Linked DNA regions of Mus musculus: regions 2, 3, 4 and 5 are each linked to region 1. A link is a contact called in public promoter capture Hi-C data. All regions are on one chromosome and are shown on one strand. The core of a region is the stretch at or near the end of the contact, and the rest is flanking DNA. Distances in the headings are between cores, read along the strand shown. Region 1 holds the start of Dnajc22 (DnaJ heat shock protein family (Hsp40) member C22). Region 2 holds the start of Hoxc5 (homeobox C5). Region 3 holds the start of Hoxc8 (homeobox C8). Region 4 holds the start of Hoxc11 (homeobox C11). Region 5 holds the start of Hoxc13 (homeobox C13).

What was found. Promoter capture Hi-C pulls out the DNA fragments that hold promoters and counts their contacts.
Region 2: a promoter capture Hi-C map of embryonic stem cells shows a contact between it and region 1. The contact joins the promoter of Hoxc5 here to the promoter of Dnajc22 in region 1. A contact is called at or near these places in 2 of 39 promoter capture datasets (embryonic stem cells and maxillary cranial neural crest) and 1 of 484 Hi-C or Micro-C datasets (embryonic stem cells).
Region 3: a promoter capture Hi-C map of embryonic stem cells shows a contact between it and region 1. The contact joins the promoter of Hoxc8 here to the promoter of Dnajc22 in region 1. A contact is called at or near these places in 2 of 39 promoter capture datasets (embryonic stem cells and maxillary cranial neural crest) and 2 of 484 Hi-C or Micro-C datasets (both in embryonic stem cells).
Region 4: a promoter capture Hi-C map of embryonic stem cells shows a contact between it and region 1. The contact joins the promoter of Hoxc11 here to the promoter of Dnajc22 in region 1.
Region 5: a contact with region 1 is called in a promoter capture Hi-C map of embryonic stem cells. The contact joins the promoter of Hoxc13 here to the promoter of Dnajc22 in region 1. A contact is called at or near these places in 1 of 39 promoter capture datasets (embryonic stem cells) and 1 of 484 Hi-C or Micro-C datasets (embryonic stem cells).

What each region holds. Positions count from the first base shown.
Region 1 is chr15:99,096,739-99,101,782 of GRCm38.p6, forward strand. Dnajc22 (DnaJ heat shock protein family (Hsp40) member C22) reads left to right here and starts at 2,746. Exons shown (of 3, transcript NM_176835.2): 1 at 2,746-2,862; 2 at 4,085-5,037. The coding sequence starts at 4,198.
Region 2 is chr15:103,011,489-103,016,532 of GRCm38.p6, forward strand. Hoxc5 (homeobox C5) reads left to right here and starts at 2,520. Exons shown (of 2, transcript NM_175730.5): 1 at 2,520-3,047; 2 at 3,740-5,044. The coding sequence starts at 2,594. The coding sequence ends at 3,954. Mir615 (microRNA 615) reads left to right here and starts at 3,422; the gene lies at 3,422-3,513. It overlaps Hoxc6 (homeobox C6), which reads left to right. Exons shown (of 2, transcript NM_010465.2): 2 at 1-393.
Region 3 is chr15:102,987,461-102,992,504 of GRCm38.p6, forward strand. Hoxc8 (homeobox C8) reads left to right here and starts at 3,079. Exons shown (of 2, transcript NM_010466.2): 1 at 3,079-3,755. The coding sequence starts at 3,320.
Region 4 is chr15:102,952,605-102,957,648 of GRCm38.p6, forward strand. Hoxc11 (homeobox C11) reads left to right here and starts at 1,922. Exons shown (of 2, transcript NM_001024842.1): 1 at 1,922-2,603; 2 at 3,865-4,097. The coding sequence starts at 1,922. The coding sequence ends at 4,097.
Region 5 is chr15:102,918,363-102,923,406 of GRCm38.p6, forward strand. Hoxc13 (homeobox C13) reads left to right here and starts at 2,769. Exons shown (of 2, transcript NM_010464.2): 1 at 2,769-3,555. The coding sequence starts at 2,826.

The DNA.
Region 1 (5,044 bases), core at 1,496-3,995:
GATTGGGAAGCGGCCGCTGAGCGGAGCCGGGGTGTAAATCACCCGGACTGGGGGGCGTTGCGGGGGGAGGAACCAGGAAACCTACTGAATCCCACGCGCGCTCAGCGGCAGCTGGAAGGGTCTCTGCTCAGGCTGGACCGAGGGCGACCGACTAAGAAAGACAGGATTTAAAAGAAGCCGAGAGGAGCCCACCCAAGGCCTCCCCCCTCCCCCGTCTAGTCCTGCCAACTCCAGCGGCCGACTCCGGTCTCGCTTCAGCGGCCGCCATCCTCCGTTGCCCCTGGAGCCGCGAGGGAGGCCGGTGTCGGAGCCAGCCATGCAGCGTCTCCTCTCCGGCCGCTCCCGCGGGGCCCGGGCTTCGGCGGCGGCTGTCACGGAGCCGACAAGCTGGGCTGGCGGGGAGGAGGCGGGCGGGGGAGGTGTTGGGGGCGGAGGGGGGCAGCTGGAAGCCAGCGCAGTTCTCGCTCAGTGGGCGCAACAGATGTTTGCAGAATAGAGGAGCGACAAGGTGGTCTAGGGTAGCGAGCGGCGCCGGGGTGAGGGGACCTGGGCACACTTAGGAATGAGAGTGCAAACCTGCGACGTGAGCAGGCGCTGGAGGGCGCCGGCCAGAGAGACTGGGGAAAGGCTAAGCAACTTTTGGTCCTGTCTGGTCATCGCCTCGGCCTCCAGTACCTGCCGCGTTCGGTTGGGGAAACCGAGGCAGCTGAGACCGAGAGAGGCCTGGAAGATGAAAAATCGGGGACGGTGGCGAAGGTTGGGGTGGCCATCAATTTCCTCACGGGTTTCTGTATCAGCCAAGGCCAGCCCTGGGCCAGTGGCGGGTAAATACGTTACTATGCCCTCGACAGCTGCTCACACGCTCCCCTCCCTCCCGCTTCAGCTTGTCAGATTCCCCCCACCCCCACCCCACCTCCCACCCCGAGCCAGTTTATAGAACAACAATTTGGGGAAAACAATCCCGGCCGAGTGACGGCCCCGTAATTGTGACAAAGTGAGTGCGGACGGCTGGAGAGAGCGTAGGGCGGGAGCGAGGCAGGGCGAGGCGCAGGCAGGGGCTCCTCTCGCCCACCCTGTCACCCCTGTTCTCATTCCGGTCACCTCTCATCCCTCTCCTTGACTCTTCCTCAATTCTTCTTCTCTAGGTCCCCTGTGCCTCCCTTCTCGTTTCTCCATCGCTCTGCCCTCTCCTCACAGTAATGGTCCTCCTCTCGCCCCTCACCCTCCACCACCCTCCTCCAGATGTGCCTTTTCCTCGCTCATTTCTCACTCTCTTCTCCGTCCTCCACTCTTTTCTCCATCTTTTTCACGCGCTTACATTGCCCTTGGGTCCCAGGGCTCTACGGCAAAAATCTGCTTCGCTCCCTCCCCAGTCCGTCCTTTCTAGGCTGGGCCCGAAGCCTTCATCCCTTTCGCGTTTTTGGACACTTCTGGGCCCCTCCTGCGAGCAGGAGACCTGGCTCCCCGGGGTCCCCTCCCCCTCCAGGCGGTTCGCACTGGGCTCCCGGCTCCCGAGCGAGTTTGTTTGTCCAGCGGCGGCGGCTGCTTCTGCCCGCGCTGTTTGCCAAGCTTAGCGCGCCGCCGCGCAGAGCGGGCCCAATTAAGTCTCATTCATTATTCAGCGCCCCCGTCCGCCCCCCGTCCCCAGCCGTGGCTGGGTTGTCGTTTTGTCGCCCCTCCTCAGCCCTAAAGGGGCCATATCTAGTCCCCAGCTAGAACTAGACGTTGGAGGGAGCTAAAACATTCTGCCCACTGTTGACAAGTGACCCTAAGTGAAGCCCACCGGCTCCATCCCTACCTCTAATCAAGCCTGGGGAATTTCGTAGATCCAAGCTTCTTTTAAAAGAAACTGAAGCTCAGGAAAGGGTGTGACTTGGCCAAGGTCACGGAGCTGCTCGGGGATTGTAGCCCGGGATGTTGAAGGCATCTTGTAAGCCAGCTCCATTCCAGCGTCCAAGCGAGAAGGCAGGCTCCTCTCCCCCGAGTCTCCCTGGGTTTGCCCTTACTCTTCTGATGGCTCGCCCCCACCCTGTATCCCTTGCTGGTGTGGGTTCCCCCCCCCCCCTTTGCTTCAGGCTACAAGGGTCTGAACAGCTTCTGGCTCTATGGATTCTGGGCTATGCAGGCTCAGACTCCCAGGTCTGGCTGTGGAGTCCCCTAACTGGAAGGCCTGGAAGCAAGGTAGTGAGGCAGAATTGCGGGTCTTGAGGGGCTCTCTCCTTCACCTCTGAGTGGATGTCTCTCCTTTAAGAAATTAGACGTGATCCTATAATGGCCGTCTTGGAGTACAGAGAGAAGCGAGACAGGGATCACCTCCCATTTGTGGCGGAGAGGAGAGGAAGTCGAGATTTTTAATTTTATTGATAGAGTCGCCCTTTTTCTCCCGCCAGGTAGCTGCACGGTTCGGACAGCTTTGACCAGGAATGTCCCAACCTTGCAAAAAGGAGATCTGGGACTTTTGGGGACCCTCCCTTCCGTAAACGGCAGCGCCATCTGGCGGTGTTAATGAAGTGCTGCAAGAGGTGCGCACTGCCGGGAGTGGGGCGCGGTTCCAGGCCCTACAGTGTAAAACTGGGTGAGTCTGGGGAAAGCTTCCCGTAGAGAGGGCGATCAGAGCCCAGGAACACAGGACCGGAAGGTGGCTACGAAGGGGCTGACCAGGGCTTTCGGGGCGGGGCCTGCAGGAGGTGGCCTGACTTCAAACACAGTCACCCAGCACTGAGGGACAAAGTCCACTTGTGTGGAGGTGAGAGCAGTTACAGAGGGGCCATTTTGAATCTGTGTTCAAAGGCAATGGCTGTTCTGAAGCAGCCTGGAAGCCTGGGCTGCCAGGTACTGCGGCCCTGCTGGGACTGCCTGAGGGTGAGTTTGCTTGAAGTAGGTAAGACGATTGGCAGGCAGATTTGATATTCTGAGGATTTTTGCGGCCGCTTTGTAGAGTGCCTTCGATCTGGTTGATAGGGATAGGATGGCTGGGCTGTGGGGTGCTAAGGTCTGGGTCAAAATGTTCTCCAGAACGTTTAAGTGGAAGGAGTTCAGGGTCCCTTTCAAATTTGGCTTGTGGGAGAACGGCATAGTCTGGGGAGATGGGAAAGCTGGAAAGGGCTTTGGCCGAGTTACAGAATGCACCCGCTTACACACACACACACACACACACACACACACACACACACACACACACACACACACACACGATGTTAAAGGAGTGAGTTTGGCTAAGACACTGGCTTTCAAAGGGGTTTGAAACAGTGAAAAAGTATTCTCTTCAGCCCTTTCCTGTGAGCCATTACTATTCCAGAGTCTAAGGGGAGGATAGAAATTTAAGCTTCTTTTTTCCCCCTTCTTATTCTTTCTCAATTTTACTTTATGTACACGGGTGTTTTGCTTGAACCTTTGTGTGTGCACTGCATGCACTCCTGATATCCTTGGAGACCAGAAGAGGGCATCTATGAGCTGCCATGTGGGTGCTGGGAATTTAAACCCCAAGTGACCCCTGGGTCACCCGTTAGTCCCAAGCTTTTGAGTTGTTGTTGTTGTTGTTCAGGCACCTAGTTCTCAGTGTCCCAACTTAAAGTCACTTAAAACATTCTCTTCCTGGGGGTGGAGAGATGGCTCAGCCGGTTAAGAGCACTGACTCTACCTGGTGGTTCACAACCATCTGTAATGGGATCTGATGCCCTCTTCTGGTGTGTCTGAGCACAGCTACAGTGTACGTATGCATAATAATGAATAAATCTTAAAAACAAAAACATTCTCTTCCTTGGACATGGTGGCACATGCCTATAACCTCAGCACTTGAGGAGGTAGGGGCAGGAAGACCAAGATGTCCTCAGCTATGGCCGCATAAGACCAGTTTGGAACGTGCAATAAGACTGTGCCTCAAATATCAATAAATTAATAATAAATAAATGAAAATATTTTAATTGAAGCATTTCCTCCCTTAAATATGGAGTCACTGTGATTGTAAATAACAGGACTGGGGTGCTAACGGAAGATAGGAGACATCTAGTACCTGAGAGACCCCGAGGTAGGGCTAGCTTGATTTTTATTACTGCTGAGCCTTTCTCCTTGCTTCACCTCTCAGGCCTAAGGATGACCCTCCAGACTGCAGTGATTCTCACAGAGGACCTTGAGATTTCTGCAATTTGATCAATGTCAAACGCCACTGGATTTTCTCTGAGACTCTTGCCCTAGAGGATGGCCAAAGGGCTGCTGATGACCTATGTCCTTTGGGCTTTGGGGGGTCCTGTTGGGCTCCACCACCTGTACCTGGGAAGGGACAGCCATGCCCTGCTCTGGATGCTCACCCTGGGAGGTGGTGGGTTGGGCTGGCTCTGGGAATTCTGGAAGCTCCCGAGCTTTGTGGCTCAAGCCAACAGAGTCCAGAGTTGGAAACAGAGGCCGGAAGAGGAGAGACCACCTCTCAGTCTCCTTCGCTTTGCTTCCCAGATAGTAGTGGGTGTCTATTTTGGTCTTGTGGCTCTAGTCAGCCTTTCTTCCATGGACAACTTCTATATAGTGGGCCTCCCACTGGCTGTTGGCTTAGGGGTCTTGCTGGTAGCTGCTGTTGGTAACCAGACCTCAGACTTTAAGAATACCTTAGGAGCGGCCTTCCTCACGTCCCCTGTGTTCTATGGCCGCCCCATAGCCATCCTGCCTATCAGTTTGGCTGCCAGCATTACAGCCCAGAAGCATCGACGATACAAAGCCTCAGCGGGGTCAGAGACACTTAGTGTGCGGCTCTACCGCGTGGGCTTGGCTTACCTCGCCTTCACCGGCCCTCTGGCCTACAGTACGATGTACAACACAGCTGCCACCATTAACTACGTGGCAGAAACCCTGGGTTCCTTCTTGAGTTGGTTCAGCTTTTTCCCACTTCTTGGCCGCCTCGTGGAGTCTGTCTTGCTTCTGCCTTGCCGGATCTGGTGGCTACTGGTCGGAGGTCCTGGCTTCAACAGCAGCCGGTTCCAGGAGTGGGAAAAGCTCTATGAGTTTGTCGACAGTTTTCAGGATGAGAAACTTCAGCTGGCTCACCAGGTAAGCC
Region 2 (5,044 bases), core at 1,270-3,769, 3.9 Mb after region 1:
CTGCAACAACCCCCAGGGCCTCTCCCCAGTCCCTGCCCGGTCCCTCTGCCCCAGCAAATGCCCAGTCCAGGCAAATTGTATTTAAAGATTCCTGGGGGTCATTATGGCATATTTCGAACTGTGACCGTTTCTGTGTGAATATTTCTAGCTGTATTTGTGGTCTCTGTATTTATATTTATGTTTAGCACCGTCAGTGTTCCTATCTCATTTAAAAAAGGATTTAAAAAAAAAAGAGGGAAAATAACAAAAAGAGAAAAAAAGTGAATGACGTTTGTTTAGCCAGTAGGAGAAAATAAATAAAGAAATAACCCCCTACGTGTTATCCTCCTGTATAAATCCGACCTCTGGATCCGTTCTCGAATATTTAATAAAACTGATATTATTTTTAAAAGTTTATAATCCGCCTGTCTGCTCTTTCTCCCGCCCGCTGGCTTGCCAGCAGAGCTCTCGCGCGGCCTGCAGCTTGCAAAGCCCCCAGCCCTCCGCACTCGCCTGCCCTGCAGCCAGGCGCTGAGCCTCTGTCTCCGGGTTCTCCTGACCGAGATGGGGTTCTGAGAGGCCTCTGGGACCCTCCCTACACGGAACAGCACACACCCCGGAAAAGAAAAAGAGGAAAGGGGCCGCCTGGACTTTCGCTGGGGGCGGGGAAGCTTGAGTGAGCCGGGTTGGGCTCCAAGCCCCACGCGGGCCTTTCTTCCTGCCTGTAGCAGCCAGGGATCTTCGGCTTCTGAGCCCTGAGCCCAAAATGCAAGAAAAGGAGCCTGATCCGAGCACTAGGGTCGCTCCCACCCACTGCCAGCAGAATGGGGAGAAGGAGAACTAGCAAGCATGCCTCCAGCCCGCCAGGCCGGCTGTTGTGAAACCTGGCTGAGGCTCCCTGGCAATCCAAGGACCTCAGGAGTCCGTCCGCAGAGACTGAGCGATCCAAGGACGACTGGAAAGAGAAAGACTGGAAACTGAGTTCTGGCCTGTTCTGAGACTCCTGACCCGCCAGACAAAAGTCCTTCTTCCTTACAGCCCAGCCTATCTGGTTCCTGCCTCTTCTCTCCTCAAACCTGGCGCATGAGGGGCACAGTAGGACCCTAACCCTTTTTCAGATCCAGCCTTCTTTCCCCAAGGCTCAGCATAGAAACCTGAGTGGGCCTAGGGGAAGAAGTGTGGGTGGGAGGTCTCCCGGAGGGGGAAAAATCGGTCTGAGTTTTCCAGACTCTCCAGGTCCCTGCCACCGCCCCCCTCCTCCAGATCCTCGGCCAGCGGGGGTTGGGGGGAGAGTTCTGGCAGAGACTGAGAGTTCCTCAGTTCCTGAGGAAATGTGGGCAGTAAAGAGTAGGGTCTGGGACTAAGAAAGGGGATAGGACCCAAAGGTTGAAGAAACCCTGGCCAAAGACTGTGTCTGGGTTGCCCGACTCCCTGCCTGCCCACCCACCTCCCCATGAGCCTTCTATCTTGAAACCTGGGCTAAGAGCTTACCTCTAAAAGAACAAAAGCAGACTTTTATCTCTGCCTTGCTCATAATATTTGTGGAGGTTTCAATCTTGCCCCTCTATGCTCTTGGGGGTCATCTGAAATATCTGGCATTCTCATGGTACCACATGAAGACCACACAGAGCTGTAGAAGGGCCCTCCAGTTCATTGTGTCTAGTTACATGCATAGGAATGTTGCCTCTTGCAACATGTTAGGGTTCCTAACATTGTGAAGTCTACCCAAGTTCACCTGGCCCCTCACCTCCAGTCACATCCCAGAGAGTACCTAGGACTCTCAGCCTCAGGACCTGTCTGCTGCTTCTGCTCATTCAGGAACCCTCTCTCCTCTTGGGTATCCTGCCTACCTCCCAGAGGTTAATTTTTCCAAGCATACAAGACAAGCTTCTCTTTATCAAAACTGAGTTCAATCCTCCCAAGCAAGAGACCTTGACCTTTAGTTTAGGTAACCCAAGATATGTCCTCCTGGCTCTCCACGCTGGGCTTTAGCTACCCCAACTCTCTTTCTCAGTCATCATTGAAGTTTGGAAGGCTCTGGAGGTAGGGAACTGGCACTATTCGTTTCAAAAACCACCGGTGTAATTCATAAATAAGGCCTCATCCTTTCTCAATTTTAAGCAGAATTTTAAAGACAAGCTCAATGGGTTAGTTTGTCCAACAAGCAACAACTTCTCCACAAACTGACTGCTAGAAGGCCAAGCGATGCTACAAGATGAAATTCCTCCGAGTCGGCACCAGGTGTCGCTGTGAGCTCGTTGTCCCGACTACCCCCCAATTCCAAGAACCATTTTTTTTTCCTCCCCCTTGCTTCTCTTTCTCTTTCATCCCCCCCCCCCCAACCCCCGGGCTTTGCCAACATATCAAGATGCGTTTCGCCGGCTTCCATCACTAACCTCCCGGAGGTCATCAAGCCAAATTTATGAGTGGCCGCTCCAGTCACGTGACTCTATTTAAGGCTCCCTTATTTGGGAAGAGCGCATAGGATAAAGAAAGAGATATCTCCACCTATAAATTGTGCACTTTGGAGAACAAAAACCCCCTCAACTTCAAAGAGTCACAAATCACCCTTAATCAAAAAGGGTGCAGAAATTTTTTTTGGGCCCTCCCCGCCATGAGCTCCTACGTAGCCAATTCATTCTATAAGCAGAGCCCCAATATCCCTGCCTATAACATGCAAACTTGTGGGAACTATGGATCGGCCTCAGAGGTGCAGGCATCCAGGTACTGCTACGGCGGATTGGACTTAAGCATCACTTTCCCACCGCCTGCGCCTTCCAACTCTCTCCACGGGGTAGACATGGCTGCCAACCCCCGGGCTCACCCCGACCGCCCCGCCTGCAGCGCCGCGGCCGCTCCGGGACACGCTCTGGGCAGAGACGAAGCGGCTCCTCTGAACCCTGGGATGTACAGTCAGAAGGCGGCTCGCCCGGCGCTGGAGGAGCGAGCTAAGAGCAGTGGGGAGATCAAAGAGGAGCAGGCGCAGACAGGGCAGCCTGCCGGACTGAGCCAGCCACCGGCCCCGCCACAGATTTACCCGTGGATGACCAAACTGCACATGAGCCACGGTAAACTTTAGGACTTCATTTTGCGCGCTCGGGTCCGCCTGGGTTTTATAGGCCATGCGGGGCAAATAAAGAAAAAAAACCTGCGGCCATAAATTTTACGATCCAGGCATCAATGGCTCGTAAAACTGTCCACTAAAAGGCTTAGAGGCTGTGTGCGCCCAAATTTACGACGACATAATTGGATCATAGGAACAAAACGTGTATAAAAGGCAATATTCAATTTTGGGGGGAGAGGGAGGGAGTTAAAAAAATAGAGGGATCTGAAGGGTGAGGAGCATGGGGCTCCAGAGTGGGGATCCCCCCGCGGCTCCCTCCCTCCCTCCCCTGCGGAGCCGGCTCGGCCAGTGCTCGCGGCTCCGGAGGATTCCAGCGACTCGGGAGGGGCGGGAGGGGGGTCCCCGGTGCTCGGATCTCGAGGGTGCTTATTGTTCGGTCCGAGCCTGGGTCTCCCTCTTCCCCCCATCCCCCCTCAGCCCCTCCGGCCGCAGAGTGAAGGCGGCGGTGGAAAGTTTCCTGCCCAGGCGGAGGCGCTTCTCCCGGGACCGGGCCTGCCCGCCTGCGGCCCTTCTGGCCTGTCCCACCGCGCTCACCTCTACTCCCTCCGACCACGGGTGGGGCCTGGGACTAGGGTGGGACGTTGGAGTGCTGCACGCTATTCATCCCTCCCTGGTTTGGGGGAATTTATGTTCCAGAGACGGATGGCAAGCGGTCCCGAACCAGTTACACGCGCTACCAGACCCTGGAACTCGAGAAAGAATTCCATTTTAACCGCTACCTCACTCGCCGCAGGCGCATAGAGATTGCCAACAACTTGTGTCTCAACGAGAGACAGATCAAGATCTGGTTCCAGAACCGCAGGATGAAGTGGAAGAAAGATTCCAAAATGAAGAGCAAAGAAGCTCTTTAGAGGAAGCAGGGAGCCCTCAGAGAGCACCCCGGTCTGCTGTGGTCCCTGCGCCCTTCCTTTTCGGTTTTCCTCCTTCTAGATTTTGAGGCGGAGGCTAGAGCACTGGCTCCGGGCCTCCCAGACAAAAGCGCATTTCTTTGGCATTCCGAATCCCCATCGACCCAGGGTTCCGCAGGACCGCCTGCACTGCCTGTCTTGCCTCAGCTCAGCTGAGCACCCCAGGCCCGGGGCACATTCTTGTAGGGCGGGTACTGGATAAGTCTCAGCCTGGGCTGCCTCTCTCGGCTCCGAGCCCTAGTTCAGCTAGCCTGAGTTAAGGTGAGACAGACTGACTGTAACCCCTTCTCCCCGACCTCCGCCTCACCCTCTTCTTTGTTCCTGCCTAGGCTGACCAGCCTGCTGAAGGCTGGTTGTGCCAGGCAGAGGCTATGACTAGCTAGAATCGGGGTGCTTTCAACTAACCTTTGTAACTTCTAAACTGTCTTTGCTCATTAATTATTTGCATATGAAAGAGGGAGATAAGTGAAAGTGGGCCTGTAACCCCGGAGGTTGTCCTATGCTCTCTATACCTTCCAATCCCCTTCCCAAAGCCCGGGAACTTCCCTAGCCTGGCTTGCTGCATGCACTCTCAGGTTCACAGTTCCAGCCTGCTAGCTAGCTCAACTATTGGGGTCTCTTGTCTTTGGACCCTAGCAAGTTGTTCTTTGAGGCTTTTTGCTATCCTATATATCTTGCCATGACTTTCTCACCTTCCTGCCCCATTGCAGTTGCCCAACTATTTATTGACTCCAAGCCCTTCCTGAAACTATATTTTGTCATATCAAATAAAGCCAGAAAAAGAACAGGACTAAAGATTCAATTACTTCTGTCTGTTTAGGGCATGCATTGAATTGATGTGTCTAAATAGGCTCTGAGATGTATTGGGAGGCCCAGTCTTTAAACCATCCCTTAAAAAATATTTTTAAACACCTTTAGGAGCAGCAAGAATAGGGAACAATGGAACTGAGTTCTTTTCTTGATTCATGGTTCCAAGAAGGGCCTCTGGGGTGAAGGGGAGTACACTTGAGGACTCCTGTACTGTTGTTTCCAC
Region 3 (5,044 bases), core at 1,829-4,328, 3.9 Mb after region 1:
ACAGAGGCAACTACCTTCCGGGAATCCCTCTCCTTTGGAGCTGTTTAGAGGCTTCTTTCTCCCAACTTGCCTTCGGCTCAGCCTGGGATCTCTGCTGGCTTTTCTCCAACCAGTTTGCATTGGAACAAGTGAACGCGAGGTGGCGCTGTTGCTCAATGTTAGAGGCAGAAGTGCCCTCCGACCGGCTTGGCCTGCTGACATTTCTGGCCAGAGTGGAAGCTTCAGTCAGAAAGGCCCTGGCTTCTGCCAGATTCGGCCCCACTGCCTCTGAACAAATCAACCCTCTCACCTGCGAGGTGTAAATAATTCGTGAGTGGCAGCAGGAGATGGGTCCTCACTCTACCGGCGAGCTCGGGAGACGAAAGAGGGCAGGCATCAAAAATAATCGCTTGTGGAGATAAGTGAGGAGCAAGTAATTAACACAAAAAGGCGGAATGACCCGAACAAACGAACATAAATCCGTGGTACCTAAGAGGGCGGTGCAGGCCTTGGGCAGTGGGACAGAGCAGCCGCGAGAATGGCTGCTTGCAGTTCTTTTATTTCCAGACTCAGAGGGCAAAATAAAGCAGATAGGTGTAAAAGAAAATAGATAGATAGATAGATAGATAGATAGATAGATAGATAGATAGATAGATTATAGATAGACAGACAGACAAAAGCCGAGACAAGCCCCCAAAGGGGAAATCAAGTCCGACCAAGGTTTACAGGACTGATGAGTTTCTTGGACAGGCAGTCGCATGCTCAGGACAGTCGCATTCCAAGACACAAAGGCCCAGAAGAATAGCTCTGTAGCAGGTTGTGGTTTTTTTTTTTTTTTTTTTTTTTTTTTGCTGCACCATAAAACCTGGAAATAGATCCCCACCCCCTAAAAGATAAGGCACAGGCCCCAGAGAGGATCTGGACCCTCTGAGGCTCCTCTTTCCAGTCAGAAAAGAGAAAGTATTTATGACAGTCCTCCGTGTCAGATGCTAGGAACCCAGAATCCACCTTGTTCAGTTCTGTACTGAGCAGTCTCTCAGATCTCTCAGATCAAGGCTGGAGTCAAAGATGCAGCAGGCTCTGGCGGTGAGGGGAGGGCGGTTGGGGGGGGAGAGGGGAGGAGATGCTCTGGGGTGCCCCCCCCCAATGTTCTGGACTCTAGTGAGACCTGAAGCCTACTGCACTTCTGGACCCTTCTCTTCTGCTGCTTCAGAGCTCAAGTTCTGTGTCCAAGAGTTTGGGCAGTTCCTAAGTTCATTAGTGGTGAGTTCCCTAAATGCAAAAGATTCTAATAGGGTCTCTTGCCTAGACACCAATGAATCACCTTTAGGAATCTGGCTAAGAGTATCCATTTCCCCAATAATTAATTAAATAAAAGAAGGACAGGGGAGAGTTGCTCTTTTTATCCTATTTTGCCCTGCCATTCTTTCTTTGATGACTAGAGCCAGCCCAGAGTTGTCTCATATGGGCAGAAGGAAAGGAAAAGATCTGGTTTTCTAACCAAGTCCTTCCTTGCCTAACCTGCAAACCTCAGGATGTGGGGTGTGGGCAGATCAGATGGATTTTTTTTCTTGATACAAAAACCTACAAATGTATATGTTTATCAAGCACTATGTGAATGTGCCTGGTGTGCATATGTATGTACAGGTCTGTAAGTCAGAGTGGCCACTTCCAGAAATGAGTATGGGTAGTGTAAAATGAACTAGCACTTGGTGTGTCTCTTTATCCCGGGATAAAGAGACATACATACATACATACAGTACATACAGTGTGTGTGTGTGTGTGTGTGTGTGTGTGTGTGTGTGTGTGTGTTTGGAGTGTGCTCCAAGGTGGCCTCACATACTGTAGAGGAAGAAGACAGGGGGAAAAATCATTCTTATTCATCTTCATGAGCACAATAGCCCACACGCACACATTGTTCTTATGCTTTCTTCTCTTTTCTCTCTGAATTAAGCCCACATAACTGCAAACACCATGGCCAGAGAAGGGTGTTGGTTATTTTTTTTCCATTAGAATTAACTTGAATTTGTCCAGTCTTGGGCATGGGGATGCTGCCCCCGCCCAGAAAGTGTGGGTAAATATTTAAAGAGTGTCTGTTGACAGTTCCCTTCCACATCCTGGCCTGGGCAGCCTGCCTGGAGAAGGGCTTGTGTGTGCAGGGAATCCTGAGGGCCCCTCTAGGTTGAGCTGGCATTTCCTAAGGGATGGTGGTTTATGAGAACCAGTAAGAGGTCTACTCTTTTGCACCCTTCAGTCCAGCTGTAATCTCCAAAAATGAAATCTCTTGAGTTGGGCTAGACAGAAACCTGGGCACACAAACTATTCCTTTGAGTCCCCATAAACAGCTTTGCTCTCAGGTTCTCCCAGCCAAGCCTATTGGGGTTCCCTACTCCTTGGAGAGGTTGCTTTCTATAGGTCATGCTGAGGCATATAGAGTGCCCCCCAAGAGCAGTCAAGAGACAAGAGTCCCCAGGATATAAAAATGACAGAGCAGCTCCAGACCTTGAAGAGAGACCAGAGGCTGGAGATTGTGCAGGCTGAAGGGTTTGGGGTACATGATCACCATGCTGGGCTTCTCAGAGTCCTCAGACTTAAGGAACCTCAGAGAACTCATCTTTTGGATTGCAGGCTCAGCCCTGACTTACTAACTCTCACCTCCTGGGGGTCCTCTACCTGTTGAGGTAACCTGAGTTGACCTGATGGCTCAGGTATCTCTCAAAAAGGAAAGAAAAGGGGGAACACCTTCAAACTAGAGTGCACACCTTGGAAAAGCTGGCCTTGTCCATTAGCTAGGGCTGGCTCACCACCCCCTACACACACCACACCCCCATTCCTCGCCTCTCCTCCCTCCCTCTCCTCCAGGTCCCCCCCCCCAGCCCTGAACCCCCTCTCCCCCAGTCTCTCTCTCTCTCTCTCTCTCTCTCTCTCTCTCTCTCTCTCCCTCTCCCTCTCCCTCTCTCTCTCTCTCTCTCTCTCTCTCTCTCTCTCTCTTGCTCGCTCGCTCGCTCGCTCGCTCGCCTGTCTTCATGTCGTGGATTGATGAACGCGAATCGCGTGTAAGCGCCGCCACCGCCGGGAGTCTGAGGAATTCGCCTGGGCTGTTAGAGGAAAGAGCTAAGTGAGAGCGCGCGCTCTACCTACCGACAGTGAGCAGAGAGCTGCAGCCGCCCGAGCCCGCAGCCGGCACCGCGCCCCCACCTGCCCAGCCCCCAGCCCAGCAGTCCAGCCCGGGGGAGCCGGCCAGCTTGGGGTTCGGTCCCGGGGGGAGGGGAGTTTCGGGGATACCCGGCGGGGGAGCGTGATCCAAGGGGAGGGGGCCGCGGGTTTTCATGTACCCAGCATGAGCTCCTACTTCGTCAACCCCCTGTTTTCCAAATACAAAGGCGGCGAGTCCCTGGAACCGGCCTATTACGACTGCCGGTTCCCTCAGAGCGTGGGCAGAAGCCATGCGCTGGTGTACGGGCCCGGCGGCTCCGCGCCCGGTTTCCAGCACGCCTCGCACCACGTCCAAGACTTCTTCCACCACGGCACCTCCGGCATCTCCAACTCGGGCTACCAGCAGAACCCATGCTCGCTGAGCTGCCACGGAGACGCCTCCAAATTCTATGGCTACGAGGCGCTCCCCAGACAGTCCCTTTATGGGGCTCAGCAAGAGGCGAGCGTGGTGCAATATCCCGACTGTAAATCCTCCGCCAACACTAACAGTAGCGAAGGACAAGGCCACTTAAATCAGAACTCGTCTCCCAGCCTCATGTTTCCATGGATGAGACCCCACGGTGAGAAGCCTTTTCTCTTTCCCCCTTGGTCTCCCGCGCTCCGGGGTCTTCCCCCCTCCCTCGCCTCCTTTTTGTCTGCCCTAGCTCGCTTTCCTTCCTGGCTTTGGGGGTCTCTCCCACTCCACTCCCGTGCCTGGGTGGGTTCCTGGGAGATTGAAAGGCTTGGCTGGGGGTGGAGCGTGGGGTGCCTGAGACATTGTGCTTGTTGGGGTGAAGGTGGGGGAAAGGTGACTTGTGGGTGCAAAGGGTTAAAAATCGTTTTCTCTATTCCTTCTGTCTCTCCTTCTTCCCATCTGTAAAGCCAAAGTTGGGGAGATGGCTGGCAAGGACACCCTAAGTAAACTGAGGTTATCAGTCTTTGGGGTTGGTAGCCAGTTTTCCCAAAGACATTTCCCAACGCCAGCCATCCCAAGACAGTGACCAGACTGTTGGGTGAAAAGGAGACCCTTTGCTATCTCCCCCTAGTCAGGGAGAGGGGCAAGACCTCCCCTCTCCCAAGGACAAGCATTCTGCCTCTCTAGGATTGTCACTTCTTCCCCTCAGAGAAGCAGCCTGAAGGCCACTACCCCAACTTTTCTGTACTTCCTCCAATTGAAGAGAAGACTGAAAGCCCGAGAAGAGGAAAATGATTGCTCAAAAGGAGAGAGGGGTCATACCAAGTAGGGGCCTCTGAGATCCAGGGTACTCGAGTCAGGCTACCCGCCAATCAAGAACTATGGAGTCTCTTGGAAAGCTGTTTAGGTCATGAGCCCCTCCAAGGGTGGCCCTTCATGGCCCAATTTCGAAGTACAGGGGGAAGAGATAACGACAAGTTCCGGCAGGGATGGCCCTTGATTTATTTTTGGTCTCCAGTTAGCAATCAGGCAGAGCAGTGATACATTCCAGAAGATCAATTATTTTTCTTATTGGAAAAGCATTAGTCAGAGATCGGCAAGGAGGGGGCAATTGGCACAGCCCCCTCTCCTTTAACCCCAGCCCTTTTCCTTTCTTTTGGAAACAGATTATTTCCCTAGGCCGCCTCACTAAATGCCATTCTGCACTTGTAAACAAAGCTGCAAGGGCTAAGCTGTAGGCCTGAGGGACCCTGATGGCTTCCTTGTCCACCTCAAGCCCTTACTTTTCAGACAACCACGTCCCAGCCCCCACCGTCACCCACCTCCCAAGGTGAAGGAAGTCAAACCAAAACAGCTATGGAAACTTTTCCTGCCCTTGCTTGCCTTCTGCAGTCGGCCTTATCGGCAGGAGGGAGGGAGAACTGGGAATAGCAGAGAGGGAAGTTTGTGGGGCTG
Region 4 (5,044 bases), core at 672-3,171, 3.9 Mb after region 1:
TTATTTACCTTCAGTTATGATCTGGCCAGGACTAAAAAGCACAAGAAGCAATGCCTATCATTAAGTGCAAACATAGGGAAGCACTGGAAGTCTCTTCTACAATATTGGAGACATCCCCACTCACCCACCCACACAGAGAAGGTGACTATGGTGGAGGCAGATTTCACCGAAGTATTGTTGTAAAGTCTGAGTAAATGTGGGCAGGTAGAAAAGTTGAGGAAAAATGGATTTGGGAAGATATATTTGGAAATAAGCTAGCCATTTCTGTCTTTCCTGTCTGACTGGGGCTTTCAGTGATTCATCCTTCAACAAAGAAAATCAAATTAAATACACTTTAAAGCGGGAAAACCAATCTGAAGGCGGCCCTGAGGGTGGGGGAATGGTTTAGACTACCTTTGGTTTTGTCTAAGAGTACAGGGTTGAGTTGCTCTTTTCTAAAATGTTATGTCCTGACAGCTCCTTCTTAGGACCAAGGTTACTGCTGCTTTCTGTTTGTGCCAGTTGTTTGGGCACCATGGATCCAGCCCAGAACATTTCCATAAAGTTATATTCAGATGCCCAGATGTATGTTGTAATAGCCAAAGGGACTGGAGGTTTAAGGAGTCATTGAGTATTCCCCTATGGACACAGCGGTCCAGCAAGGAGGGTTTATAGACTTGGAGAAGGGCAGGGTTGGACTGAGATGTAGAGAAGAAATAGGAGTGAAAGAGGCTGGGGACTTCAGGCCCTACCCTGCCTACTTTTTGATTGGTATTAGAGATAGACACCTCTACCCACCTAAGCTCCCCAAATCATTAAAAAAAAAAAAACCTCTCCAAATGTAGTTCCCTTAGCATACATCCTGCCTGGACCTTATTGCCAGCCTTCTTTTCAGCCTATTAGCTGAAGCTGAGCTCCCAACCCGAAGGGCCCCAGATAGAGAAGATAGATGACTCTCACTCTAAATCTTTTTCTTTGGGGTTTGGGATTTTAAAATCCACAGTGAATGTAGCTTTCTGCACATTGATTGACAATAAAGGCAGGCATGAAATATTCACCCAGGGCCACTCTCTCATACTAAATATTTAACACAACATTAGAGAAGGTTTTTCCCAGACTTCGCCAGGCACCGGCTGGGCGGCTGGCGCACTGCTCACCACTGGTTTATGACTAATAGGAGTCCCTAGCCAGCGGCAGCACAGCAAGCTAGACAAAGTTGGGACACTGGCTCATAGCTGGGCTGCCTCACCTTTGGGAAACTTCAGATACTCTTCCTGGGAGCCTGTCCTATAAGGGAGCGCACCTTATTCTGGTCAGGAAAGTAATATAAAGGACTTCTTATGAACAAGCTCTGATTCTTCAGGTAGAGGGTTAAGAGTCCCTGAAACTTGTTGGGAAGCATCCAATATTTCCGGGGAAATCAGGCAGGAAAAGACCCTTTCTTTTACCCCCCGCCCCCCAGCTTGTCATAAGGAGGGGACCAAGACCCCGAAACGGAAAACCCTTCTCCTTCCCCCAATCCTAGGGGGGAAAAGAACAGCAGTTAAAAAAAAATACAATTACCCCCTCCCAGCCACCGCCCCCGCCCATCCCACCGCCCACCCCACCCCAACCCTCTCTCTCTCTCCTCCTTTTCTCGCTCTGTGGAATGGAGAGGAGGGGAGTGACGAGAGAAAAACGAATACAAATCTGCAATTGATTTTCATAATGTTTCTGCGGTGTTTGCAAACCAATCGCCTGAACGTCCCCGATCTTACCTAAGAGAGAACCCCTCCTACGTCTGCGAAGTGCTCCGAACTGATATATGACAATATCTACTTTGGATCACGTGCTCGGGGAGAGAGACTAAGACGGATAACGCGTCATCTCGCCTTCCCAAAATTTCCCCCCTCGCTAGATCGGGTCCAAAACCTCCAGCCGGAGGAGGCAGGAGAAGAGAACGATGTTTAACTCGGTCAACCTGGGCAACTTCTGCTCGCCTTCGCGCAAGGAGAGGGGCGCTGACTTCGGCGAACGAGGGAGCTGCACCTCCAACCTCTATCTGCCCAGTTGCACTTACTACGTGCCTGAGTTCTCCACCGTCTCTTCCTTCCTACCCCAGGCTCCCTCTCGTCAGATTTCTTATCCCTACTCAGCCCAAGTGCCCCCGGTCCGGGAGGTCTCCTACGGCCTGGAACCGTCCGGGAAGTGGCACCATCGGAACAGCTACTCGTCTTGTTATGCGGCGGCCGACGAGCTTATGCACCGGGAGTGCCTGCCTCCTTCCACAGTCACTGAGATCCTCATGAAAAATGAAGGCTCCTACGGCGGCCACCACCACCCCAGCGCCCCGCACGCGGCCCCCGCCGGCTTCTACTCCTCAGTCAACAAGAACAGCGTCTTGCCCCAAGCTTTCGACCGCTTCTTCGACAACGCCTACTGCGGTGGGGGAGATGCGCCCGCCGAGCCCCCCTGCTCCGGCAAGGGCGAGGCCAAGGGGGAGCCTGAGGCGCCCCCCGCCTCGGGACTTGCGTCCCGGGCAGAGGCCGGTGCTGAGGCCGAGGCCGAGGAGGAGAACACGAATCCCAGCTCGTCCGGTTCTTCCCACTCGGCGACCAAGGAGCCGGCCAAGGGAGCCGCCCCCAGTAGGTAGCAGCGGCCGGGAACCCGAGGGCAGCGAGGGAGGGAGCGGAGAGGGAGGGCTGGAGTAGTGGGGGGGGGCAGGGGAGCGCGGACAGCCTCGTGTTTTGGGTCAGTCTGATTTTATGTGGAGTTTTATAAGCATTCAAAGGATTTTATTATAACCTACAAAGCCCTCTCTCCCAACGACTCGACTTTTTACGATGGAGAAGGGGTGGGGAGGGAGGGAAAGGGGCTCTTTGGAAAAGCCGGGTGAGCCCCCCTCCTCCGTTATCTCCCTCGGTCTGTGAAATTTTTAAAAGTGCCACCATTGCGGGCGATATTAACTTTGATCGTGAACTTAGAGGAGCGTTTAAGAAAGGATGGGGAGTCGGACTGCTGGGGGGTTGGGAGGGAGGGGAGGGGTGGAGGGGGAAAGGGGAGGGCGAGGGACAGACTGGGAGAAATCCAGAGAAGGGGAGAGGTAAGGAACAGAAGCGACGCGGCAGAACTGGAGTCCAGGGAAGCTCTCCAAGGCCGCTCCTCTTCTTTTTAAAACGACTTTTAAAAATGTTCAAATTACGTGTTCGCGGGTCTTTGAGAAGAAACCGGGGCAAGCCGGGGTTTGGCGGTGGCAGGAGAGTGGGGAAAGAATCAGAGATTCCCTTGCTCTGCAGGGGAAGGTAGCGGTGGCTCTCCAGGGTCCGAGGCCTCTCTCTGGGTAGGCCCAGCCTGACTGTACGCAAGCCTGGGGCAGGCAAGCGGCTGGGTGTCCCAGGGCGCCAGGGCACCACAGGAGGCTCGTAGGTGTCCTGCTACCTCTACGGGCTAGTTTGCTCCCGATTCCTCACTGCTCTCTCCTGATCTCACTCCTTCGCGCCGATTCTCCGCGGTTCCCTCCGATTTCTGGAGGAAGGGATCCTGGATTTGCAGAAGCATTAGGAGGGCGGCTTGGAAAGGGCAAGGGCAGCGACCAGGAGCAGACAGAGCACCCCAGGGAAAGCACGTGGCTCAGGCAGGCTTTCCTCCACCCTCAGACCTTGTCAGCTAGGGCTCTGGCCTGAGGGGCAGGGGGAACTAGGTTCTCAGTGAACCTGGCGGTGGGATCAAGGCTTGCCCCAGCGCAGCGGATACGGAAGAGGAGCCGCCGGCCTAGAGGGAGGGCTGCCCGGCAGCGGGACTGGGAGCTGTGTAGCTGAGCTTTCAGCGACTGGGTTGGCTGGGGTCTCCCGGGGTCTCACGTGTCTCTTTCCCCTCTCCTCGCACTTGCCCTTCCCCTCCCTCCAGACGCCCCCCGCACCCGCAAGAAGCGCTGCCCTTATTCGAAATTCCAGATCCGGGAACTGGAGCGAGAGTTTTTCTTCAACGTGTACATCAACAAAGAGAAGCGGCTGCAGCTGTCCCGGATGCTGAACCTGACAGACCGACAAGTGAAAATTTGGTTTCAGAACAGGAGAATGAAAGAAAAAAAACTGAGCAGAGACCGGCTGCAGTATTTTTCAGGAAATCCACTGCTGTAACTGCAGACCTGACCCTTTGGGGTGGGAGGGAGGGAAAGAGGGAAATTTATTTTATTTTATTTTATTTTTTATTTTCTAACTCGTCTTTTTTTTTTCCGCGGGTGGAAAACTGGACTGTGGCCAGGGCTGGCCCCCCAATGCCGTTACTGGCACTTCCTTCTAGAACCTCCTTGGCCTTGGGTCTAATTCACTGTAGGGAACAGAGACCCAGCCTGGAAAAGGAGGTGAGGGAAGTGTCTGACCCGTGGTTAGTGGACCCCGTGGCGCCAGGGCCCCAAGACTGTTTATTTAAAAGAAAATACACCTTACAACAATGTCTTGCTGCTCGGATTGGGTGAGAGGAGGGGCGGTCACAGTGGGCGCCAGAGCCGAACAATCCTTGAACTCAAGTCTTCCCTAGCCCAAGTGAAAAGATCCACTGAGCCACCTTGTCTGCAAGACCTCCCAGGCTCCCCGCCCCCACCCCACCTTGCCCCAGGGTTAGGGGGCAGCTAAATGTGATCCTGCCTTGCTGTGAAATCCCTGTACGTTTGACCTGGTGTTAGGTGTGCAAAGTCCAAATCCTACCTCCGTCTGCGCCTGGCCCCGCCTGAGCCTAATTGTTCTCGCCCTAAATGTGTAGACCCCTCTTTTGAAAACTCCTACCTGGTGCATCGAATTGTCCTAACCTTTTCCCAGGCAGTGCCCCACCCCCACCCCTGCGGGTTTATTGCTAGTCTATGAAGTTCGTACCTCTTTTAAAAGAAACAGGATTGAGGTGGAAGGGGCATAGGAAGATGGGGTTGGGCACCTCCCTCTAGCTGGGGTCTGCATTTATGTAAATATTTTTCATAAGCCTCTCTACCTGGAGAGGAAGGGGGAGGCTGAGCCGGAGTGAGGTTCTAATCACCCATCTCTATCCATGTGCGTGAGTGCGTGTGTATGTGTGCAATCCCCACCCTACTCCT
Region 5 (5,044 bases), core at 1,519-4,018, 3.8 Mb after region 1:
TTTCAGGGTACTGGGAAAAGCGACCCCACGCTTAAAGTTAATTAACCTGCAAGGTTTTACTTTCCACGATCCTATCCGCACACAGGCTCTTCTATGCATGCCTCCTTCCGCGATCCTTGTGGGCAGAAGAGAGTAGCAGGCACGGAAGGTCTTGGGGAATCAAGCTCAAGGGAGTGTGACCATCGCCCGCTCTCAGCGTCCTTAACCCGGACTTTCCCCCTCATGGCCTCCTAGGTCCCCGCGTTGCTTTGAGTACCTACATCTTCATCTGGTCCTTTGCAAAAAAGAGACTTTGTTTCCCAGTATCTTCTTCCCGCTAAATTTTGGCAGAAAACTGCCCCTAATAAATGGAATTGTAAAGTTGCTGGGTTAATTAAATCTATATCTCATCGCAATAGTAATAGTTAATGTCCTTATATAAACCTGAAAAAAGAATATAGCATTAACGTTATTTATTGTGGGGCCTTCCTATACCTAGATCCATCCTTCTCACAGTTCTGGCCTCTACTCTCAAAGGCTGGGGGAAGTGTATTTGAGTATCAGACCGTGCCTGGTATTTAGGCCTCTCTAGGAAGGGAGCCACTGGAATGGAAAGGCTCTCCCAGGTCCTTTGTTTCTCCTAGCGGCCCCACAGCTTGGCCTACTTCCCTGTTCTCAATGGGGGCACAGCACTTCACAGGAGGAGAAACAATCTCTACTACCCACTGCTAAGAAAACCCACAGTCCTCCTGGCCACCCAACCCTCTCAGCCAGCCTTAGGCAAGGGGGCCAAGTTCACCGGACCCAGTCTAGACTTGGCCAGACCTTGTTTGTTCTCCTTGTATTTTTGTTTGTTTGTTTTTTTACCTTGACCTTGGACTCCAGCAGCAGGGTAGCCTGTCTCCGAGCCCAGAGGACTCTCAAAGATTTCCCTTTGGCTTATTCTCCCTGATGAACCATCATTCCCCCACCCCCACCCCCACCCCACAAACATTGATAAGCTGATCTGCCAGGGTTTCAAGCTTCTTTTGTATTTTTCTTCTTTGCCATCCCAGTACAAAGCCTGCTTTCAAAACTCCGAGGAGGACTCACTTCTGGATGAAGACCGACCATGCTGACAAAAATTCCATTTCTTGTCCTGACTCACCAGGGCCTGGGGCTGTCAACCGTCAGAGACCACCTTCCTCCTTTAGGGGTCTTGAGGCAGGCTCCAACATTTGCCTCCAATTGAAAGGTCTAGGATTAGTCTTGATGGGTGTTCACAGTTGAGAGTCTGTGTGAACATCAGCACCCAGCATTTAAAACGTGTGGCAGAGGCAAGAAGGAGAGAGACACCGCAGCCCCCCTCTCTCCCTCTTTATTATTTTTTTCCTGCTCTCTCGCTCGCTCTTTATTACTTCTTCTCCTCAGGGAGGGGTATGTGTGAAAGGGAGCTTGGCACAATTCCATGGAGATGCCCCTCTGCAAAGGGGTGACTCTACTGAGGCCCTAACCAGTGGGGGGGGGGGCGCAGAAAAAAGTGAGTGTTATAAAAATCAGTAACTTGGTGCTAATTTGTTCTTGACATAGAAGACAGTTCGGGATCTAAGTACTCTGCCTGAACAAGAGTGATCCTGAAAGGAAACTGGGAATAAGGCAGCTTAAACTTAAGCTGCCTGGCTCCTTAGCGCTTATCACCCCATCAGCCCAAGCCATTGAGGAGGGGGGGTGGTCTTGTACTTGTATGTTTGGAGTTGCACCTGTCAGAAGTCCCTTTAAAGAGCGGCAGGTTTTCTCTGCTTTCTACAGTTCCTTGTGTGAACCCAAAGAGACTCTTGCAAGCATCCCGGCCTTTCCTTTTGCTCAGTCAGAATCTGCTTCTGTTTCTTTGAGAGTGGGGGCGGGGGGAGTCTCCGGTATCCCTTTTGTATGCTGAAATGGCAATCTGTCCTTCTGCCCCTCTCCGTTAGCCTCTGCTTCTCGCTGAGTGTATTTCATCATTTCTCTCCCCACATCGGGACGAAGTCTGCATTTGGGAAATCCAATCGCCCAATCATGTCTGATACAGGAGAGAGCCCTTTTCCAGACAAACTGGGGCTTTGGGGAAAGCCTCTGAGGTCGGAGTTTGAGACTCTGGTTTCGGCACCAAAGGCTCGGTGAGGTCCTTGTCCGCCGTGAGCTGACTGCCACAGCTGGAGCCTTCCTAGCTAGATTTATTATTATTATTATTACTATTACTATTATTACTAAAATTCCAGGTTTGCCTCCATTCTCAGCTCCAAGCCCCAATTTAGAGACTTCGGTAGTCAAAGCCATCTGTTTGAGAACCGGAGCCTCTCAGCGTCTCTCAGTCCAGAGCCTAGGAGGAGGAGCCATCCTCTTCTCCCTAGGTCCCTTTGCGTCGGCCAAATTAAGCCTCTCTGCCCCCCTCCCCTAACAAGGCTTGCCTAGGGGGCGTTGCCCGTCCCTTTAAATCTCCCAGCTCTCTCCTCCTTTTCCTTTCCAGTGAGCCAATCAACAAAGTTCTCATTTCTTTCCGCCCCGCCCCATCTCCCGGGGAGGGAACCCCAGGAGACCCAGGCTTAGCATCACGTGCAGCGGCTGTGGTCACGTGGGAACCAGGGGCGTGCTATGGTGAGGAGGGCGGGAGTCGCCGGATTTCTTAATGAAGTGTGTCCGCATGCGTAGTGGGAATGCGGCTAGGGAGGGGGAAGCACCGGGGGGGGGGGTGGCGGGGGGAGGAGGGGAGGGGTGGAGAGAGAGAGAGAAGGGAGGAGGGATGGGGGAGGGAAAAAGAGAGCGAGGTGTCTCCCTAGCTCGCTGCCTCTGGCAAGTGGAGTTTTTAAAAAGCTGGAGCAGATCATGTCATGACGACTTCGCTGCTCCTGCACCCGCGCTGGCCGGAGAGCCTTATGTACGTCTATGAGGACAGCGCGGCGGAGAGCGGCAGCGGCGGCGGCGGGGGAGGCGGCGGCGCGGGCGGCGCGGGGGGTGGCTGCAGCGGAGCGAGCCCCGGCAAAGCCCCGAGCATGGACGGGCTGGGCGGTAGCTGCCCGGCCAGCCACTGCCGCGACCTGCTCCCGCACCCTGTATTGGCCCGCCCGCCGGCTCCTCTGGGTGCCCCTCAGGGCGCCGTCTACACGGACATCCCAGCCCCGGAGGCGGCGCGCCAATGCGCCCCACCGCCGGCGCCCCCCACCTCGTCCAGCGCCACCCTGGGCTATGGTTACCCATTTGGGGGCAGCTACTACGGCTGCCGCCTGTCGCACAACGTGAACCTGCAGCAGAAGCCTTGCGCCTACCATCCGGGGGACAAGTACCCAGAGCCGTCGGGCGCGCTGCCTGGTGACGACCTGTCCTCCAGGGCTAAGGAGTTCGCCTTCTACCCCAGCTTCGCCAGCTCCTACCAGGCAATGCCCGGCTACCTGGACGTGTCGGTGGTGCCTGGGATCAGCGGGCACCCGGAGCCGCGTCACGACGCGCTCATCCCTGTTGAAGGCTACCAGCACTGGGCTCTTTCCAATGGCTGGGACAGTCAGGTGTACTGCTCCAAGGAGCAGTCGCAGTCCGCCCACCTCTGGAAGTCTCCCTTCCCAGGTAAGGAAGGGGCTTGAGCGGCGGCGCCGCCGCCGCCGCCAGGGACCCCTCCCCGCCCTGCCTGCCCCGCGGCTCCGCGCCTCAGCCACCCCCGCCGTCTGGCCCCGGCGCGCCGGCTCGGCTAGGCTGTCGATGGAGCCGGCCGGGCGAGCTATGCTGAGGAATGCGCTGGGGAAGAAATCTGCTCCGACACGTTCCCCGGAGCTGCCGGGTCCAGAGTGAAGCAATCAGAGGCGCCCGAGCGCCGGCTCGGCTCGGCTCTGGTCGGGAGCTCGCCTCCTCCTCCCCCAGCCTGCTCCAGCCTCATTCAGGGATCCTGGCCCCTAAATCCGCTTCCAGCCAGGAATGGGTTGGGGTTGGGCCTCTGGTGTCTTGGAACTTAGTCCAAAACCCTCAACCCAGTGGATAGTTGGGATTTGGGGAGAGTATAAGAACCTTTACCTTGCCCGAGTTTTCAGGAGCTGTCAACCACCAGATACTATAGCATTAAAATGGGGATCTAATTCTCCAGAGCCTATAGAAATGTACAATTTTTTTTCTTTTTAAATTTAACCATGAATGTTTTATAAGAGCACAGAAGAGATTTTTAAAAATCTCTGTAGAGGGAATGTGTAAGATTTGAATCCTCTCCTGGAATGCAATTTTTTTCTTTGCCGCTCTGGTACACAGTTTTAATCCTGTGAATCCACTGCCAGATCCTCCAAGTGAGATTTACTGGCATTCCAGACAGAGAAAGGGGTTCTAAAATGGGAGGTGGGAGAGGCAGACCTGTGCTGTGGTCCGGGGTCCAGACCACTCTTGTCTGGCTGTGTATGCAAGAAGAGAGCACTCTTGTGTTGTTCCTCTGTGGCTGTCTCTGAATAGGAAAGGATTCCATACCGCCCCCATCACTCCCCAGAGGAGAAAGACCGGCCCAGATTTCCCAAAACTGCATCAGAAGCTTTGGGTTCCACTCTGATCTGAGAGATAAGGATTTGAGGGTCTAGAGAAGCCAGCATTTGGGTCTACTCTTCCTGTACAGAGCTCAGTGGGAGACAGACAGTCCTCTTTTCTAATAGCTTCAAAGATCCTTGAGAGTCCAGAGAAGCCTAAGATAGCTTCCCACTGTGTGCAAAAGGAGCCCCCCCTAGCCTCCCATACCAGGCCTGGGATTTTTCATTGGAAAGATCAACCCAAAGAACTCTTTACGGTAGGCCTGAAATTCTTCTGCATCCGGGATTGGGTGGAGAGGTAGATGGAGAAGAATCACTGAATGATATTATAGAATGTAGCAAAAACATTCTGAAAAACAGCACAAGGTCACTTGTTATAAGTCAGTACCAGAGCTAAAACCACACAAGGCACCCTATTTCTCACAGCCAGAATCAAGGACATGGTTGTGGTACAATTGGTACCATACACCACCTTCTCCTCATTGACTATAAGATTTTTTTTTATACTATACAAACGTATTCATGTGAAGCACAGACTGATACATATCTATAAGATA